Linked DNA regions of Mus musculus: region 2 is linked to region 1. A link is a contact called in public HiChIP or PLAC-seq data. All regions are on one chromosome and are shown on one strand. Each heading gives the region's core, a stretch centred on a gene start, on an enhancer-like site or on the middle of the called end of the contact. The rest is flanking DNA. Distances are from core to core; before and after follow the strand shown.

Evidence for each region. HiChIP or PLAC-seq counts read pairs in DNA pulled down with a chosen protein or histone mark.
Region 2: a contact with region 1 is called in a BATF HiChIP or PLAC-seq map of CD8 T cells, with 6 read pairs. The contact joins the enhancer-like site here to the promoter of Dhrs9 in region 1. A contact is called at or near these places in 4 of 39 promoter capture datasets (the 3T3-L1 cell line, 3T3-L1-derived adipocytes, the SN4741 cell line and 1 more), 3 of 484 Hi-C or Micro-C datasets (muscle stem cells, nephron progenitors and reprogramming fibroblasts), 2 of 115 datasets of contacts at active chromatin or transcription factors (CD8 T cells and fibro-adipogenic progenitors) and 2 of 9 other capture datasets (adipose tissue and liver).

The regions. Positions count from the first base shown.
Region 1 is chr2:69,378,577-69,381,790 of GRCm38.p6, forward strand. It overlaps Dhrs9 (dehydrogenase/reductase (SDR family) member 9), which reads left to right and starts at 1,886. Exons shown (of 5, transcript NM_175512.2): 1 at 1,886-2,055. Gm36393 (a long non-coding RNA gene) reads right to left here. Exons shown (of 6, transcript XR_003953850.1): 5 at 1,876-3,214; 6 at 275-446.
Region 2 is chr2:69,321,560-69,324,924 of GRCm38.p6, forward strand. Abcb11 (ATP-binding cassette, sub-family B (MDR/TAP), member 11) reads right to left here. Exons shown (of 28, transcript NM_021022.3): 5 at 2,273-2,511. Among named protein-coding and RNA genes, the nearest start is that of Abcb11, 19 kb to the right of the region's middle. Within about 2 kb of position 1,617, at least 26 of the 459 cell types and tissues checked have an H3K27ac peak or open chromatin away from gene starts, as enhancers often do. A contact at or near this core is called in CD8 T cells, where this site is marked.

The sequences.
Region 1 (3,214 bases), core at 636-3,135:
CTGTATAGCCCTGGCTGTCCTGGAACTCACTTTGTAGACCAGGCTGGCCTGGAACTCAGAAATCTGCCTGCCTCTGCCTCCCGAGTGCTGGGATTAAAGGCGTGCGCCACCACGCCTGCTCAAAGTATCGATTTCAAAGGTAACATTCTTTCACTTGTGAAAAACAAAGGGGGTGGAGCTTCTTCTTTCTTTCTGTCTTTCTTTCTTTCTTTCTTTTGTTTGTGTGTCTATTTGTGTTACACACACACACACACACACACACACACACACACACACACACACCACAATGCACATGTGGTCAGAGGACAACTTTCAGGAACCAATTCTCTCCTTCTACCATGAGGAGATCTTGCAGATTGAAGTTGGTCTGTCACGTTTTCGAGGCGGCATCTTTTACCCTCTGATGGTGAATGATTACCGTCTCACTGGCCCTCACAGCTGACATCCTAAAGGGACAGAGCAAAACGAAGCAGAACTCAGTATGTAACTTTGAACATGGCTGCGATTTCAGCCTGGAGACAGGGCTGCTAACAAATGATTCCATTCGTGAACACCTTTGTCAATACCCAGCTGACAAGCTGAGGAAGGGGTTGTTTTAACCCCACCCCCACCTCTACCCCACATGCCTAGACACTGAACCTTTCAGTTTTATCAACAGTACTGAGAGACCACGCCAAGTAGAGGGCAAGAATTCCCAACCATAGCATGCAAATCAGGCTCGACATTTCATTTTTTTTAAGTCCATTTGGGGAATTTTTAAAAACAGAGCGGCACTGAGTGAGATTATTGAGTAGAGCTTGCAAAAGGTGTAACCTTTTCTTTGGCCTTTCCCTTCAGTCCTCCAGGACCACCCAGGTGCCTGAGGCTCTCTCCACCTCTCAGAAATAATAGCCTGCTTATAAGGAGGATTAATTACCATAGCTGTCTTCATATGGATTTCAATCCATGAGGTTTTTCTCTGAGGCCACAAGTTTGTGCCTGTACTCTGTATTGAGCGTTATTAAAGGGGGAAAGTATATTTTGCATATATCAGGTACCCCAAATATTTTTCTGGATAAACTAGTCTTTTGTCGTTGTGGAGGAACTAGGAACCACACCTACCTAATTTAAAAAGCAGTAGCCCTGTCTAGACTCCGGTAGAGGGATGGGCTCTTTCATTTGCTTGCTCTGAGGAGGAAATAGTAACTACTCTTCAAGAAGGAACAGAGCAGAGGTGGAAGCAGAAGAATACAGCTTGAAATTAGAAGTAAAACTTCAGTGCACTGTTGGCTTGCCTGTACTATCATGAGTAGGAGAGGCTGGGGGGGGGGGGGAGTTGGCAAGCTGCAGGGAAGGTGGGTGGCATCTCATCCCCCACCCCTTACAGCTTCAGCTGGCACCAAGCAATGCCAGGTCTGCTGGAAGCAGCTCTGGAAAAGGCCAGCTGGAGGTGAGGGGGCAGTCCTTTCTCGTTTTCACTTCCAGAGACATTTTCTAGATGTTTTGTCATACCTTAAAACACAAATTAGGAAAAGAAACCACAAATCATTCCCAAACCATATTTGGTCATTTATTATGTTGATCTTCTTGCTCATAAAAATTGTTTGTTTGTTTGTTTGTTTGTTTGTTTGTTTTTCAGTGAAATGATCAGTTCCTTGCACCAGGAGATTTACAAAAGATACAAAATAATTTTTTTTTAAAAAAGCTTCTTAGTTACTTGATTTCAGCCTCCTCCTTTGGTCAAGATAGCATGAGTAGTTTTCTCTAGCTAGCCACACTTAATTTATAAAAAGCACTGACGATTCCTTTGGAAACCTGTGACCTACAATCTCCCCGCCCTCCATCCACGGAGGAGAGACTTAGTCACCACTTGGTGTTGCAATAGGTGTGACTCACTGAGAGAAGTGGAAGTCTTCACACATGCAGGTCTCAGAGCTCCGCAGACCGCAGGCACCTTGAGAGGATCAGCTTGACGGAGCTGCACTTCCTTCCCCTGGACCACAGCAGGAAGGTGACAATCTGCAGCAGCGGAGCAAGTCGCCCTCAGCTTCTGCACTGCGAGTCATCTTCAGCGAGGTAACCGATGACTGTCCGATCGTTTGTCCCTTCACTCATGTCCTTGATTTTCCGTGTTCCTATAGAACAAACCAAGTTGTCTTTCAGCTGAGGTCAACTGTGCTTCTTTAACAGTTTGAGAAGGATGGGAGCAAAGTCCATCTCATACAGAAATGATCTGGGCGGCCCAGGAACTTGACTGAAACTCTCCTAGGACAGGGCTCTGTGACTATCCTGTAGCATCCTGCAGTCACAACCAAATACCTCTCTGTCTCTCTCCCTCCCTCCCTCCCTCATCACTCAATTCCTATTTGGCATCTTCTGTGGCTTTGAAGACTAATGAGAAATTGGTGACCTCAGCTTTCCAAGAGTTGTGGACATGTTAAAGAGTGCCTGGGGGTGGACCCATAACCACCAAGTGCGGACTAATCTGTTTCTCCACCTACTTTCCCAGTATTATCAGTTTCTGTAAACACATGTAGATGAACACTAAACTAGAAAAGAAAAACAATGTTGGGGATGAAGAAAAGTATTTCTAAGGAGCATGCTGGCCCAGGGTTCTGAGCTGTCAGAAAGAAAAAAAAATCCACATTTTATGATAAAGTGACTTGATATTTCAGATGCTCATGCACACACTAGGGTTTCAGCTGGTGGGGGCAATAATTCTGTAAAGCCTTGTGACACTCTTGGCCCAAAGCTAGGGTCCGGGTTTTATATATCTTAGTGTCACCTGGCACATATTAAATGCTCTGAAATACCCTTGGCTAGATGAGGCATGATGTAAGAATGGAAAGTTCTTTCATTTTTTGTGCTGGATATTTTCACATTTGAAAATGGTGTCCAAGTTTTAGACTAAACCTTTATACAAGGAAAACTTGTTACTTCATACATTGCAAGAGACAAGACCCTTGTGACAAATGTCATATTCTCAAGGGATATAATTTAAAAACACTAACATTTTCCTCTGGAGCAAAGCTAACTGTGGTTAAAAGACAGTGAGAGATTTGAGTATGCTCACTGGAGTGATACACACATATACTCAATTCTAAACTTCCTTTGGGACCATACGTTATAATAGCATTCTGCATGAAATCCCTTCCAGCTAGCAGTTAGTATTTTGTGGTCATAGATTTAAGAGTGACTCCTAATGTGCCATTACCGTCAGAAGGCACACAGACAA
Region 2 (3,365 bases), core at 367-2,866, 57 kb before region 1:
AGTGTTGGGTAACTCGGGAGGTATTTTAACCATGGACACATGAGAAATGTTCTCTCCCTGTTGCTGGGATCCACCCAACTCCACGTTCACAATGATCTCACCCCACAAAAGATAAAGGAATAAATAACAGTACGCACAGCTGTGGCTACCATAACACATCATGAAAGTATTTACCTTGTCAACAAGTTCCTGGTAAAGGGATAATCTAAGAAAGGTATGCCCTAATCCATTTCAGCTTACTCATACTTTAAATGAGGAAGACAAACGACCATTTTGAATGCTTCATCTACTTATTGTACTTTACCAAAAGCTCACTTAAATATTTGTGTCCTGTGAACTCAGCGGAGGCCATTGTTCTTCTGAGAGCTTCAGTTTGCAATGTTTATTCAGTTCCAGGTATAAGGCCCAGGAAGAATGAGCCAATGAGTGGTAGTAGCAACAGGGGATTCTTTGCTTATCAAGGTGATGGAAACACCAAAGCTAGATTCATTCTTCGATTCATCTAACAAATGTCTACAGGTGGCTAAGACCCTGGAAATGTCTCCCAGTATGACCTCTCTAACTTTTATCTTCATGATTTAATGGCCCAGTGTTACCAGTGGCTCTGGTGATATCACACTCAGAAAAGTAGTTCATTTCTGCCCTCCAACAGAAATGAAGAGCTCTAAAGGGCTCATTGAAATCAGTCTCGTCATAGGAAATGCAGAGTCTCTCAGAAGAAAATATCCTTGTAAACTTAGAGAAACATACAAATTCAAATGCCAGCACATTTATTTCCAATAATCTGGCTTGCTAATTTTTAAATTTACTTTTAAAAATGTGTATGTGTGGTACGTGCAAATATATACATATATATGTATATATGTATAGATACACACATATGCATGTATGTAAGAGATGAGCACGTATATTTTCACCTTAATTTTTGAGACAAGGTCTCTCACTACTCCTCTAGCTAAAGGATTGAAAGGATTGACTAGGCTGACTGGCCACCAAGCTTTGGAAACTTTCTTGTCTCTTCTTGCCCTCTCCGTTAGCTCTGGAGTCACAGATGCAGGCTCAGTCACAGATGCAGGCTCTGTCATTCTTCATTTTATGTGGGTGCCGGGGATCTTACATTTGTGAGCCCTGCACCCACTAAAGGATCTCTCCAGTCTCTGCTTATTCATTTTAAAGGATAACTTTGTGTATTACATAGAATTTTATGTTTTCTCATCACCCAGCACTCACTAGTTTGTAACTAATATTTTATAAAAGACCATTGAGTGAATGACAGTCTGAGTGACTAACCAAAGTTCTACAAAATAAGGATGTGACTCATAGGACAGTGTGTCCTTCCCTGATGCTTCTACACATTCATGTTACTTAGTTGACATTCAAATTTTTTTGATTGAAGCAGTGAAAAATCCTCAAAGTAGATGATATTATGGAAAAATTTTAATGATTTAGAAAGACCCAGTTTAAACCAACCCTGTCCACATTTCAGTAATTAATATGAAAAATAAAGATGTATTTGAGAAAGCCATCCAAGTGTCTTTCTAGGCAGGATATGCTCTGCCTTTGAGTCATGAACCCGAGCACAGGGACTCATACATACCAATGAACTTGGTCCTGTATCCAAAGCAGCATTAGGCAGGTACAAAGTCAGAGCCACAACAGTGAGTCAGCCCACATGTACTACAGACTCAGTGATTACAAAGTGGGCTGTTGGGCGTGTCACAGAGACAACTCTGGCACAGTGACCGACCTTGTCTGATTTCCATAATGTTCTGCCTAGTTCTTCAGGGCTACCTTCTTTGTCATAGGTGCAGCCCTCTTGATGAAAACTTAACTAACTATTCGCTAGAACTATTGATTCATATTCCTCTAATATAGCATGCTCATGAAACACATGGACAGAAAACAAAGCCAAGGGGTAAAAAGAAAAAAGAAAAAAAAAGGCAGGGGTGGTGAGCAGAAAGGAGCTTTTGTCCAGGAGACTCAAGTGAAATTCAATTATCTTCTTAGTGGTCGTAAGTATGGATATTGTCATGTGTGGACTTTTAGTGAGCCAAGTAGTCAATTGTTGATGTAGGTATTTGATTAGCAAGGTCTGTTGATGCTTTGAAACCTGGAAGGATGGAAATAGCTACAAAGTTAAAGAATTTTATCAATATGGGTAAGTTTGTTTTTCTATTCTTCTGTACTAAATGCCACTTCCAACTCAGTCGGTATTGTCTTTGGATGTTTTGAATTATAATTTAAGGTGTAACAAAAAAGAAAAGTAGCTTACCCACAGCTTGTTCCGTTTGTCATGTTCTGGTTGAAGGAGCTGTTGATCCATACAATGGTGTTATTCATACACACTTTTTCTGGAATACTGAGTTCTTGTCTTTCAATGTCATATTCAACAAAAATATCTGTCAGTATACCAAACACAATAATCATGCCTGGCTGGGCCATTCCATGGAGCAATGCGCACACACTTCCCATAAACATCAGCCAGTTGTCTTTTGATGAAGAAAATCGAAACTTGAAAAACAAAGGGTTCAGAGATTATCTATATGTAAAAAGCACATGGGAGATGGGGTGGGGGGATGGGCAGGAGGGCTATTTAATTTCACCTCTATTCTGTTAAACAACATTCAACACCAGGTGCTTGTGGGGGTCATCTCTGAGCAGTTGTCTTCACACTAATTATGTAAAAGTACTAGCTATCAATTGTCTAAAACATCAGATCCTTATATTACGCCCAAATCTTTGAGCCTCTTCTCCTCAGACCAGGAGCTGACTTTACTACCTTCCAAGTCTTCATCACAGATGCCATTACCAGGTAGACATACTGAGTGAACATTTAACAGCGCAGGAAGTTGCCTCTCAGCTCTGAGAACCCATCCGGACAACAGGCAAATTGTTGCTTAAAAATGCTCCATCCTAAACGGTGGTGGCACACCCCTTTAATCCCAGCACTCCGGAGCCAGAGGCAGGCAGATCTCTGAGTTGGAGGCCAGCCTAGTCTACAGAGCAAATTCCAGGGCAGGCAAGGCTACAGAAAAACACTATTTTGGAGAAAGAGAGAAAGAAATAAAGAGAGAGAGAGAGAGAGAGAGAGAGAGGGAGGGAGGGAGGGAGGGAGAGAGGGAGGGAGGGAGGGAGGGAGGGAGGGAGGAAGGAAGGAAAGAAAGAAAGAAAGAAAGAAAGAAAGAAAGAAAGAAAGAAAGAAAGAAAGAAAGAAAGAAAGAAAGAAAGAGGAAATGCCTGCATCCTATACAAATTTGTGGTAGATATATAAGCTATGGAATTTCTAAAGACTTCTCATAACAATGTATATATGTGATCTATTGCCCTGGGAGTTACTGTAAAGGCTTTCCTTATTAAGATTATAA